Regions from separate parts of the Zea mays genome. Here region 1 is linked to region 2. A link is a contact called in public Hi-C data. All regions are on one chromosome and are shown on one strand. Each heading gives the region's core, a stretch centred on a gene start, on an enhancer-like site or on the middle of the called end of the contact. The rest is flanking DNA. Distances are from core to core; before and after follow the strand shown. Region 1 holds the start of LOC100281535 (HT1 protein kinase). Region 2 holds the start of LOC103638747 (probable LRR receptor-like serine/threonine-protein kinase At4g37250).

Region 1 (6,623 bases), core at 2,836-5,335, 540 kb after region 2:
TGAATAGTGGACATGATTGTGATTTGTGCTTATGGTTGTGAATTGTGATTTGTTACCGTTTTAAATATGATAAATTTAGTAATATGAATATTCATGTTTTGAAATTATATCTGTAATTTTAAAGATGTTTTAAAGTGAAATAGTGTATGGCTCTCACGAGTACTGTTAGGTGCTACCATGTTAGTGTTAATAGTATTGACACAGCACGATTAGGCACTATTGGCCTGTTTGGTTCCCTTCTTATATGAGCCAAGCTGTACTTGGGCAGCCAAGTTCCAAGTAGCCAGGTTGAGCGCATGCATATGAGCGATGTTTGGTTATTGTATGCACGAAACCTGGTTGCTCGGAGATTTCGTCTGGTTAGCTTCATGCAGGCATCTTCTCACACTCACAGAGCCACTGACATATCTGATCCACGTGCTTGTTGCGCTCGCGCGAGCCTGGCCACATAGAAACGAAGATTTTTGCCGCATGAGTAGAGCCTGGCTCATAAGAAAATCCTGCACTGCGTGAGACAGGCCCTAACCTTCATCCAAGCAACCAAACGCTCAGCCACTGTACGAAACGGGCCTGGTTGTGGGTTGGGTCAGGCAACCAAACGGCTCCTATATGTCATGTCTGAGACGATGGATGAACATGTTTAATTATAGACATGGCACACCACAATTATCCGTATCTGATATTGTCGTGCCTAAAACATTACTGTGTTTTATAGTGTTGGTGCTAGTGGCGTGCTGTGGCACGTTAGCCACAGCCCACGAGAACTGAGCGTGAATTAAATGGGTAATAAAAACGCACGAGTCCTGTTCCCTGAGCGAGCGTCGTGGGGGTGCATTCAACCTCTGAATCTAGCCATCTACGATCTACCACAGAGGACGATCGTCATGTACACTGTGCAGTGTGCACAGATCAGGACCCCTGCCAGAGGCACACCTGCTATGCATCCGTGCAATGAATTTTAGTTCTGATCTTAATTACTTGCACTGCGCCGATCATGGTTGAGGCTGCTAGCTGACTGCTACACAAAATCTGTCTGGTCTTCTTTCCCTGCGACTGCGAGCGGCCGTGAAGTCAGTGATCCCGCTGTGGAAGGAGGTGGAGTACTTCAAGGAGTACAAGCGGCGGCTCCGGCGACACGTGGGGCTCGCCGGTGCCCGTCGCATCGTCTCCGACGCGCTGTACGTGGTGAGCGTCGGCACCAACGACTTCCTGGAGAACTACTTCCTGCTGGTGACGGGGCGGTTCGCGGAGTTCACGGTGGGCGAGTTCGAGGACTTCCTGGTGGCGCAGGCGGAGTGGTTCCTGGGCGAGATCCACCGGCTGGGCGCGCGGCGGGTCGCCTTCGCGGGGCTCAGCCCCATCGGCTGCCTGCCCCTGGAGCGCACGCTCAACACGCTCCGCGGCGGCTGCGTCGAGGAGTACAACCAGGTGGCCCGGGACTACAACGCCAAGGTGCTCGACATGCTCCGCCGGCTCACGGCGGCGCGGCCGGGGCTGAGGGTCGCCTACATCGACGTGTACCAGAACATGCTGGACCTCATCACCGACCCTTCCACGCTGGGTACGTGACTGAGTGTCCCTCCAGGAGTTGGCAATTGCAATGCCATGCCACCTGATCTGACCTGGCCTGGATGGACGACTGGCAGGGCTGGAGAACGTGGAGGAGGGGTGCTGCGCCACGGGGAAGGTGGAGATGTCGTACCTGTGCAACGAGAAGAGCCCCGACACATGCGACGACGCGGACAGGTACTTCTTCTGGGACTCCTTCCACCCCACCCAGAAGGTGAACCAGTTCTTCGCCAAGAAGACGCTGGACCTGTGCTACGACCAGCTCCTGCTGTGATGCTGATGATGCGCCCTAGAGCTCAGTGTGGCTACGTTTAGTCCACACTCCACAGTCAAAATTGTTGCTGCTAATTCGTCTCCGTGTGTATAGCATAGCTAGCATTCGATGTGATGTATGTAGTAGTATATGGTTGCTGTGCCTGTCTCGATGCGTCGATCGATGGATTCACGATTCTTTTGGGCTTAAATGCTCATAAGGGAGATAAAATTTACACATTTGACGCGAGTTACAATTGGTTCCGGCCGGAGCCGGACGTCTTTTATGCCATTTGTTTGTGACAGAGAGATCGATGGATGTAGTATATACTGCTAGTAGTAGTTCCTAGGCTCTTGGTGGAGTGATTGATTAAACAAGCAGAGCAGAGAGAAACAAGCAGCTGCAATGCAACAGTTCAGTTACGGATGGCGCCGGAGATGGATCACGCATTCACCGTTCTGGACAAGTTGTTGGTGATGCAGCCCATCCTGAAGATCTTGGCGAAGGAGCGCCAGAGCCTGAGCTCCTGGTGCGCCATCATCGTCGGCATCCCCTCCTTCACGCAGTGGTCGTACTTCTCCAGCACCGACACAATGTAGCTGAATTCCGGCCGCCGCGCCGGGTTCGCCGACCAGCACTTCTTGATCAGGCTGTTGAGCACCGGCGGGCACGAGCTCGACAGCGGCGGGCGCAGGTTCTGACGACGAAGAAGAAGAATTCAGTTCAGCAAAGAATTAGCAGTACGCGGCCTGCTTGCATGAAGAGAAGGAAACGAAACGAAGCAACAGAACCCAACCTTCTCCGATGCGGCGTACGCGGCCTGCACGGGCGTCATCCCCTGGAACGGGAGCAGGCAGGTGGTGAGCTCCCAGAGCACGATGCCGAAGCTGTACACGTCCACCTTGCGGGTGTAGGGCTTCTCCTTGGTCATCTCCGGCGCCATCCAGCGGTAGGTGCCCTTGTTGCCCTTGGTGGCCTGGCACTTGGTCTCCAGGCAGGAGGTGCCGAAGTCGGCCACCTTGACGCGCATCTCGTCGTTGAGCAGCAGGTTCTGGGACTTGAGGTCCCGGTGGATCACGCCCTGCGCGTGCAGGTACTCCATGCCCCGCGAGATGTCCAGCGCCAGCTTCAGGATCGTCTCCGGCGACAGCGAGTGAGGGTCCTTCTTGTTCAGGTACATCCGCAGCGTCCCCTGGGACATGTACTCCGTGATGATGCAGTACACCGGCGGCTTCTTGCACGCCGCGATGAACTGCACGATGTTGGGGTGGTAGAGGCGGGAGAGGAAGGCCACCTCGGAGTTGAACTGCTCCTCCAGCACGGCGCGCTGGGCCTCGTCGCGCTCCGGGATGCGCACCATCTTCACGGCCACGGCGCGCTGCTTGTAGATGCCGCGGTAGATGCGGCTGTTGGCGCCCGCCGCGAACTTGTTGCCGATGAAGAGCTGCGACAGGTCGGCCATCCATTCCTCCCGCCGCCCGCTGCTGTCCGGCCGGGACGACCCTTCGCACAGCACCGTGTCCAGCAGCATGGACCACGACTCCATGCTGTCCCACCGCTTCTTCTCCATGTCGTCCGCCTCTGGCGGCGGCCACGGGCTCCTCCCGCGCCCCGACGTCGAGGGGGACGCCGCGAACGGCAGGGACGGGCCCCGACGTGGGGACACCGCCGCGGCCTGCTGGTCCACGTCCCCGCCGCCGATCGGCCGCGGCAGCCGGAAGCAAGACAGCATGTGGGGCGCCAGGATCAAGACTCGTTGCGCGACGTCGCGCGCGGCATGCCGGCGACGGTACCGCTGCACTACCAGCACGACCGATGGCGTCGCGACACGCCAGACGACGGCCGCGCCACCGCCAGTGGCATTGCTCGCTGCGCCGCCGCCGTCACCACCACACTCACGATGCTTAATTACAGGTCTTCACACCCCAAATTAAAGCAAAGTATCTTCACCACGCATAAGCTAACCAAGATCCCAAACTCCCACGCCCATGCAAGCAACTCCCAGATAGATAACAACCCTGTGTACTGCGGGGTAGCTACCCTATCCACAAAACATGCGTACCCAGCTGCTGCCCGCGCTGCTAGCTAGCTTCTTGGAGGATGCAGACGGCACGAAAGCGGATAAAGGCACGAGGAGGAGACGGTGTCCTTCTTCCTCCTCGAGTCCTCTCCCGCACCCTTGAGGAGCAAGCCGCAAGCGCTGGTGTAGTTGACTCCAGAGTCCAGAGCGTGGGGATATGCCGGAGGAGAGAGTAAAGGTGCTCAAGGATGTCTCGTGAAGATGCAGTTCAGAAAAGGCCGCACCTTTTCGGCGTCTTCCAGCGCCTAGTTCTCAACTTCTCATCTGCTTCCCATCTGATCGGTGATCGCCCCCAGCTACGCGGCAGATGAGAACAGAGAGAGATATCTCCAGCGGAAAAACAAAGTGCTGAGGAAAAAGATCTCTGCAATGGAAAAAACGGCAAAAAAAGGGAAAAGCTTGGGATGACATGACCTGCAGGCAAGACGCTATCACGCTAAGCACAATGCGTCGGAAAAGGCACGGCAAGCAGATGCGGCGATCTCTCTCTCTCTATCTCTCTCGACGTATAGTTGCGGCACTTGCGCTTTCACCGGTCGGCATGGAGTTCGTTCTGTGGCAAGGATGGACGACGCGCCGTCGATGGTATGGCATCAGCGAATGCGTCATACTGTCATATCTCGCCATTTCTGGCCAAGGGGGAAGACGAGACGGGAAAGGTGGAGGCAAACGCCAAATGGCTATTTCAAGGGCCGAACGAACATCTTTGTTCTGGGTCGGTTTCGAAGGCTCGAATCTAGCCCAACACACTGATATGGACTTTTGTACCCTGTGACATGTGGCCCAGCAAAAAAAGTAACCAAACCATTAGTTTGGCATGGATTCTTGGCCTAAAATTCTCTCTGGGCAACACGATGACCAGTAGCAATGCAGCATCCCTGGTATTCACTGGAAAAGAACAGGACAACAATTGTCAATCTTTCACAGTACAGAGACTCAGATCTTGAGTTTGACTTGAATGCCATCATTTCAAATCGAAGAACAGGTCGAAACTAGAGATGGCAATGGATAAATACCTACCGGGTATTACTACTCCATACTCATAATCACGACATAAAAATAACCTCACCGGGTCACCCATATACACTGGTGGGTATGGATTTATCCCCATACCCATACCCATGTGGGTATGGGTCACCCATCGGGTCACCCGTACCTACAAAAATTAAACATCTATCAAAATATTATACTATACAAATGTCAAGTATATCCATATAAATACCATTACAAAATTTTCTAGCATCATTTAACCATCCATTCAACACACCAAAGATAATTGGATAAAGTAGTAACACTAGGATAGTACTACATAACACATTACATGTTCCATTACATGTTCATTAAATTATCGTTAAGCCTTCTATAACATTATGGTCTAAAAGGTTGTTAAATAGTAAAAAAGATGGATGGCTAAAGTCCAAGTTCATGCTTGGGCTAAGTTTATATTGGGTATTTTATACCCATGGGTTAACAGGTATGGGTGAAGGCGAAACGTTCTAATACCCATTTACCCATTGGGTGAAGATTTTTGCCCAATAACAGACCCACGGGTAGAATATTTAGCCCACATACATACCCTAATGGAGTAAATACCCATCGGGTATCGGGTCGCGGGTACCCTGAAAGGGAATTAGGCTTACACCTAGTTCCTAAATAGTTTTGGTGGTTGAATCGCCCAACACAAACAATTGGACTAACTAGTTTGCTCTAGATTATATGTTCTACAGGTGCCAAAAGTTCATCTATAACTATACTAAATCGACTGTCCGGAATACCGTAGATTATTCCGGACAGGAGAAGCTTTTTGGAAAAACAGGCCAAGCGCGGACCGTCCGGGCCCTTGCGGCGGACCGTCCGCAACACTAGAATGACTCTCGGACAGAACCAATGCAAAAATACAAGTTTCCATTACGGACTGTCCGGAGGAAAAGCAAAGACCGTCCGAGCCCTCGCGCGGACCGTCCGGCCTCAGGCGCGGACCGTCCGGTCGGTAAGAAACCGAAAAACCCGAAGGTAACGGGTTCAGAGAAATGAATTATAGGGGGCCTCGCGGACCGTCCGGGGTGCACGACCGGACCGTCCGCGACTGGCTCTGTCTGACATCTGACGACGCATTAAATGCAATATAGCCGTTGATATAGCCGTTACTGCTGACCGTTGCATTTTCAGCCGTTGATCTACAGGGGCGGACCGTCCGGACCTGGCTCGCGGACCGTCCGCGCTCAGCAGAATGGCCCAACGGCTAGGAAGTGGTTGGTGGCTATAAATACAACCCCAACCACCTCCATTCAATACATCCAAGCATTCCAACCTTCAACATTCAATACAAGAGCTAGCAATCCATTCCAAGACACATTAAAAGCCTCCATCTCTCCAAGTTTCACAATCGAGAAAAGAGATCATTAGTGATTAGTGACTTGAGAGAGAAAGTGATCCGTGTGTTATTTGTCGCTCTTGTCGCTTGGCTTTTGCAATCGTGCTTTCTTTCAATCTTTCTTGCGATCAACTCAATTGTAACCAAGGCAAGAGACACCAATTGTGTGGTGATCCTTGCGGGGAAGTTTGTTCCCGTTTGATTGAGAAGAGAAAGCTCACTCGGTCCGAGGGACCGTTTGAGAGAGGGAAGGGTTGAAAGAGACCCGGCCTTTGTGGCCTCCTCAACGGGGAGTAGGTTTGCGAGAACCGAACCTCGATAAAACAAATCCACGTGTCACACTCGTT
Region 2 (6,633 bases), core at 3,846-6,345:
CAGGCGGAGATCCGATGCTGCCACGTGGCATACTGTGCACGACATAAGCCAACATGCGGAACCTGGCATGACGCCTCTGGGCTACGCGCGCCTTCGCATTCATTACGGATAAGACGTGCGCCTGTCCATTCCATTGACAGGCGGCGTGATCAGTCCATGATACGTGGGTCGTGCAGTTACTCACCATTACTCGTACGATAACTGCCCATCAATGCAGCATGGACTGCGGACATCATGACTCCCGCTGATTACTCATGCGTTACTCTATCAGCATTAGTTATTCCCATAATGTATTCCTTCCATTATGCTCCTGGGCCCGCATGTCGGGGCTTAGCATTCTTGTATGTGCCTCCCTAAAACTATAAAAGGGAAGGCACACAACGTTACAAGGACAGACTCAATCACACCGTCAATACAACTTACACACAGTGGAGGTAGTGTATTACGCTCCGGTGGCCTGAACCACTATAATCCCTCGTGTCCTATCGTGTTCATCCCGAATTCACAAATAGGCAACCGCTTAGGCCCCCTCCTCATCTTAGGATTAGGGCAAGTGCGTTCCGCCACCCGGCCGGTGGATTTCTCCCACCGACAATACCCATGTGCCCCTAAGTCCTAACTGTAGGATTACGGGGAGGCTACGCTAGCGCAAAACAAAAATTTTCATCCCCATAATACCAAGAACTACTGCGGTTATAGGTCATGGAATTACCACTAGACGCGCAGAGCAGCGGAAGACGTCTCGATGTAGACGAACGCGTCGAGCAGTGCCGTGCAGTCGCCGGCGTCCTTCACGTCCTCGCACGGTTCGCCCAAGTGCTCCAGATGTAGCACCTCCGAGGTATCCACACGTACAGGGAGGAAGCGCCGCGTACCGAACTGCTAGGTTCGCGACGGCGGCTTGGCGAGGGCGAGAGGTGGGCGGCGGCTGTTAGTTCGCTGGTGGCGAATTAGGGTTATCCTTAACCGCGCCCCCGCCCCTCATTATATAGGCGTTATGGTGGGCTTCTGACGCCGAGGCCCATCATCAACCCTAAAGCCCAGTCTAATTTCGGATCTAATCCGAATTAGGCTTCCTTCCCCTTAAGTGTGTGACCCTATAGGTTCACGTACAAATAGACATAGCCCGAGTACTCTTACTTGGCCCAATAATTGACAGCGGCCTCTAGCAAGACATGTCAACTCCTATGTGTACGTAAAGATCATATCAGACGAACCATTGCGACATTAAGTACATGTTGTTCCCTTTGTCTCACGATATTTGGTCTGGCTCTAAGCTGACCTCTCTTTCTCGATACTGTGAATTGGAATCCTTTCAATGGTTAACTCTTAACCCTAGCACGGCCATGCATTTCTTGATCCAATCACTCGAGGGGCCCAGAGATATCTCTCTCACAAAGAGAGGGACAAATTCCATCTTGACTGACCATGCCTCATAGCATGCTTCCTGACAAACCCAAAACTACCTTTATAACTACCCAGTTACGAGATAGCGTTTGATAGTCCCTAAGTAAGTCAATTCACATCTTGAGAACATGCGACAATCTCAGGTCTAAGGATACAGTATTCATGTTGCAAGAAGAGAACTATATTACAATATCTCACGTTGGGTCGGTCCAGCCTCATGTCATACATGCGCCCACATTATTAATTTAACATCTCCATGTTCATGACTTGTGAAATGTAGTCATCAACTAATACATGTGCTAGTCATCGACTCTGACTAGGGACATCATTTAGAATAACCATATAAGTAAAGAATCTCACAAACAATTCACATAATTGCTAATCAATACAAGGTGCCTTCCATGGATATTCAATTAAGCAATATATATATCATGGATACAAAGAAATATGCTCATCTCTATGATTATCTCTAGGGCATATTTCTAACACTAACCCCTTGAGTTGATCCCCTCTCATCATTTTGTGCATTGTGTCCAGTGGCCCGTCTACTTTGCTAGTGAAGTCACCATAATGCCAAGGCAAGGTACCCAGAGATATAAAAGCTAGTCTACGTGGTCCTTATCGTGTCCTAAAAGCTCCATCATTATTTCCAAGCACACTTGATCTCAGTAATTAAATCCATTCCACTAGGAGTGACCATTCGTGATGTGCATGCAATCAGACGCATCACAAAGTGGTCGATAGAGATGATAGAGTTCGACCATGACTTCAATAGTGCCATGCAGTCAAGGGCTAGACTCTTGCTAACTTCAAGGCTGAATGGACCCTGGCCAACCCTTGGATCAATCTCAAATTCCCACCTAGGCTAGAACCGAACCTGATTTCAACTAGCACCCCTAGGTGATGTACTTTGACAGCTCCAGTCGGTCAGATAGGGCTATTTCTATATCCGTCCTTGTGTCCCCAACCAAAGAACAAATTTGCTACATGTGTCATCTCTATTTCTCAGACATAAACAACATGGTTGAATACGAGGCGCTCATTATGAGGTTGCAAGACACCAACATGCTCAAGGTTTGTCAGTTAGGTTTAAGCAAAAAAACCGACACCAAATACCAAAATTGAAAAACTCGAGACTAAACATACCTATATTTCGGTCTTCAGCTTTTATTTTGGTTTTGTACTCTTGAAAATTAATCATTATTTGGGTTTTACTTCAGTCACCCAAACTACCTGAACAACCCATCTAAGGCCCAAACCCACATGCATGTCCAAACTTAGCCTGAAAATATGCGTGTCCCTGCCTAACTAGAGACAACTCGACCGTTGGCCACCACTCCCAGTCTCCCACTTCTTGAGTTCTCGTCTTCTCCAACTTGTAGTTGTAATGCAGGTGCAGGGCGTCGAGATGCTGATGTGTCGATTCTCGGCACCCATAATCCCAATGCACTTGGTCGCCTAGACCCCTGTCTCCAATCGTCGCCTCTCGCCTAGGTGTCACTTCATAGCTTCCCACCTAGGCGTCGTGCCACCGCCACCTACCTGGTCACCTTGATTGAACCTTGTCCCACTCTAGGTGTCTATGTGGCATGGTCCCCTGCCACCAACCGTCACCTACAAGTCCACTATGAAGTCCCTTCAATCTAACAATGTATGTCTACTTGACTAATTCACTCTATACTTGACCTTGATGTCTTGATCTACAACTATATGTATAATTAGCTCTCAATCGTGGAGACAGAGACATCTTAGAGATATAACTAAGGAGAGGGCAGGAGTAGAATCGAGTTATTCGTCAAGTTGAGCAGATAGATCTTGGTGCTAGTATGTCATTCTTGGGGTCCTATGCCTTGGGGGTAAGCCCTATGCTGACCAGGCCATGAGTCCCTATAAGGTGAGGGATTTATGTAGGTGCCCATTCAACACCCAAAGATGCCCTACGAACCACGTGCACTCGGGTGGCACAACCCTGACACCACGTGCACTCGTGACTAGGTTGGTCGTGTGACGGTGGGTGGTTGAGATAAGGTTCTCGTCCTTCATATTTATTGCTAGGGGTGACTTTGTGATCATAAGGCGTTAATATAGCCACAACTGAGGTCACAAGCATACCCGTGAGCGCTATGCAAGGTGTGTGTGGCTATAATGTCTACCAACAATGCTGGACTCGATGGTGTGGAGCATCAATGTAGCCACGTCTGAAGTCATAGGCATACCCATTAGGATTATACAATACATGGCTACAATCTACGATGACTATCAACTACACCGTACTCGATGGTGTGGGCTCTCACACTCGCCACTATGGCGCGTCACACTCGCCACTATGACACACCAAAGGAGTGCACCATGTACGACATAATAGCTACAACCAAATAGAAATAGTTAAACCTCTGCTAGATAGGGCTCACTGTCCATACAAGGCTATAACTATCGTCTTACTTGTAGTGTAAAACAATGGTAGAGCAACGTAGAAGCAGTTTGACAATTGTGTTCAGATCCTAGCACCTAAGTTTAGAGCCTCTAGTTTCTCTATTTACACCCACTACCTAGCTTAGTCATCATCTGAATATGCAAGCTCCGTTCATGCTTGTATCTATGCTACCACCACATAAAGGATATAATATATTACACTAAGACAGACTGAACCTCTCCATAGTATACATGATTATATTACTCCCATGTTAATACACTATTGCAACGATCTCATGTCTACATTTTTCTCTGATTCTCTCTTGCAACGGTATCATGCAGGGGCGAAGCTAGGTTTATTCAAGGGGATGTAAATGCACCCCCTAAAAAATACAGAATCAGTTATAATGTACAAATTTTCACCATATATGCACCCACATTACTTGATGTCTATGCACCCATTAAGCAATTGCATCCCCATCAAATTTGCTCTAGCTTCGCCACTGGCATCATGGAGTCACTTGTCCACTTGTGGATATAGGAGTTATTTGTCTCAATCGTTAGCATGTTTATTTCGCTTTAATCCCTAATGACTTCTATTGTTTATATAGTGTTTTGTCTTTATGGATTGCAGTCGTAGCGATCTGAACATTGGTTAAAAATGAACAGGCTGTATGTTAGCTCTTTATTTATATAAGCTCTTCATTTATATAGGTACAAACATACCGTTCGGGAGAGGAATACCTTATCTGTAGACTGTAGACTGTTACTACTGTTACAATATCAATTAGTTTAAAAAGAAATGGCCGGTAGGAGAAGGGGAGCGCGAAGTGTAACTGTGTACGAAAGCGGCAGGCAGGTGCCCAGACGTTAGCAGCGTTGAAGTATGAATGAAGTGTCCGTTTCCTGTCCAAAAGTTTGGGTTTTTTTTTAAGGAGCGCCTCCCGCCGTCCGGTACAGTACCAAACTAAAGACGCTATCTAGTGTTTGGTTGAGCAGCCAACTAGAACGGAGTTGTTCTATCCCTGATTCTAGGAACGGAGCTGCTCTGTTCTGTGTTTGGTAATCTGGAACGGAGCGGCTCTGTTTTTGTTTGGTTGCAGAGTGAACGGAACGGAGCGTGACTGTGAGAACGGGATTGGAACGGAGCGGCTCCGTCCGGTTGATTTTTTGGAGCAGAATGGTTCCGGATCTGATGAGAATATTCCCTAATTGGAGCCATTCTGTTCTAGTTAATTTGTAACCAAACAACAACAAAACTGGGACAGAACGGTTCCGTTATACTTGGTTCTTCAACCAAACAGTAACTAACTGGAAAAAAAAAGCCGTCGACGTGTACATCCGTCGCTTTCATTTTTCCTGCATCAGCACCCACACCGCACATAATTAAGGACAAAGACCACGTAATATCCCCCCGAAACAAATCCGCCCGTCCCCAACCGCGACCCAACTCAAAAGCATCGCGCGGCTGGCGATCGATGGAGACCCGACCGGACGTTCGGATGGGCCTGGGCACGCACGTCAGGTCGACGCTTTCCGATGCCATTGCCATGAACCACGCCACCACACGACGGGCCCGAGCACAGCTGTTGTTCCTACTGCATCTGCATCCATGGAGGCCGACGGAGCAGTCTGCCAGTCTCTTCTCCATCGGTAGTCGGTAAGGAAGATGGAGCGAGGTCAGAGGCGACAACGACGTGTGTACTGCATGCCGGCTGCCGTTCGGGTCCCACAATCTCGAAAATTTATAGCGGCCGGGGCGTGGAATCTGAGCCCCGCGGCCGGCCAGGGCACCTCAAAACTGGGGAGGATTCACGGCCGTTCCGGGCACCTGTCTACTCTGTGTGACTGTGTCTGTCCTGTCGTCGCGGGCCGCAGCCTCGGCTTCCCAGTTCCCACACCCCACGCGGCCACCCACCCCACCCGCACCCGGCGCCTCGCTTCTTTATTCCGCTCCGCTCAGCCCGCCCGCCAGAGCATCACATGCCATTGCCAACCTCTCACTGCTCGTACCGCCTCTCCACTCCACCTGCTGCCCCTGCGCCCTGACCGCGAGGGGAGGGCGCTGAGCTACCAAGGAAGCCAACCGGCGCGGACCGGGTCGGTCAACGCTTGCTGTGCACCCGACCGAGGAAGCTAGGAGGATCGAGCACGGACATGTTGGCCTCGGCGTCGGTGCCGGCCGTCTAGGAAAAGCTCGCCCGCAGAGGTAATGGATGGGCGGAGGAGGGGCGGCGGAGCTATGGCGTGGCTGCTGCTGCTTCTCGCCTCGCTGTGCACCGGCGCGTGCGGGCTCAATGCGGACGGGGTGCTGCTCATGTCCTTCAAGAACACGGTCACCGCGGACCCGCTGGGCGCGCTGGCCGGCTGGAGCTACAGCGACGCCGCGCCGTGCGCCTGGAACGGCGTCATCTGCAACGGCTTCCCGCAGGACGACACCGCGCCGGCGGCGGCGAACGTGACCTCGGCCTCCGCCGACGGCAACGGCACCGCGACGGTCGCGCGCAACGCCACCGGAGCAACCGCGGCGGCCGGCCTCGGCGCGTCGCTGGCGGCGGCCACGGTGTCGCGGGTCATCAGCCTCGTCCTACCCAACGCGCAGCTCTCGGGGACGCTGCCGCCCGACCTCGGCCGCGTCGAGCACCTGCGCCACCTCGACCTCTCCGGGAACGGCCTCAGCGGCAGCCTGCCGCCTACGCTGCTCAACGCCACCGAGCTCCGCGTCCTCTCGCTCGCCGGGAACGCGCTGTCAGGCGAGCTCCCGGACGCGGCGGCGGCCTATGCGCGCGGCCTGCAGCAGCTCAACCTCTCGGG

Evidence for each region. Hi-C and Micro-C count contacts between places; a contact is called where the count stands out from the background.
Region 1: a Hi-C map of leaf shows a contact between it and region 2, with 5 times the contacts expected there. The contact joins the promoter of LOC100281535 here to the promoter of LOC103638747 in region 2. A contact is called at or near these places in 2 of 25 Hi-C or Micro-C datasets (bundle sheath and leaf).

Annotation. Positions count from the first base shown.
Region 1 is chr9:102,022,221-102,028,843 of Zm-B73-REFERENCE-NAM-5.0, forward strand. LOC100281535 (HT1 protein kinase) reads right to left here and starts at 4,086. Exons shown (of 2, transcript NM_001154453.1): 1 at 2,619-4,086; 2 at 2,021-2,519. The coding sequence starts at 3,554. The coding sequence ends at 2,265. LOC100191259 reads left to right here. Exons shown (of 3, transcript NM_001136693.1): 2 at 1,072-1,561; 3 at 1,647-2,060. The coding sequence ends at 1,843.
Region 2 is chr9:101,485,498-101,492,130 of Zm-B73-REFERENCE-NAM-5.0, forward strand. It overlaps LOC103638747 (probable LRR receptor-like serine/threonine-protein kinase At4g37250), which reads left to right and starts at 5,096. Exons shown (of 2, transcript XM_008661572.3): 1 at 5,096-6,633. The coding sequence starts at 6,032.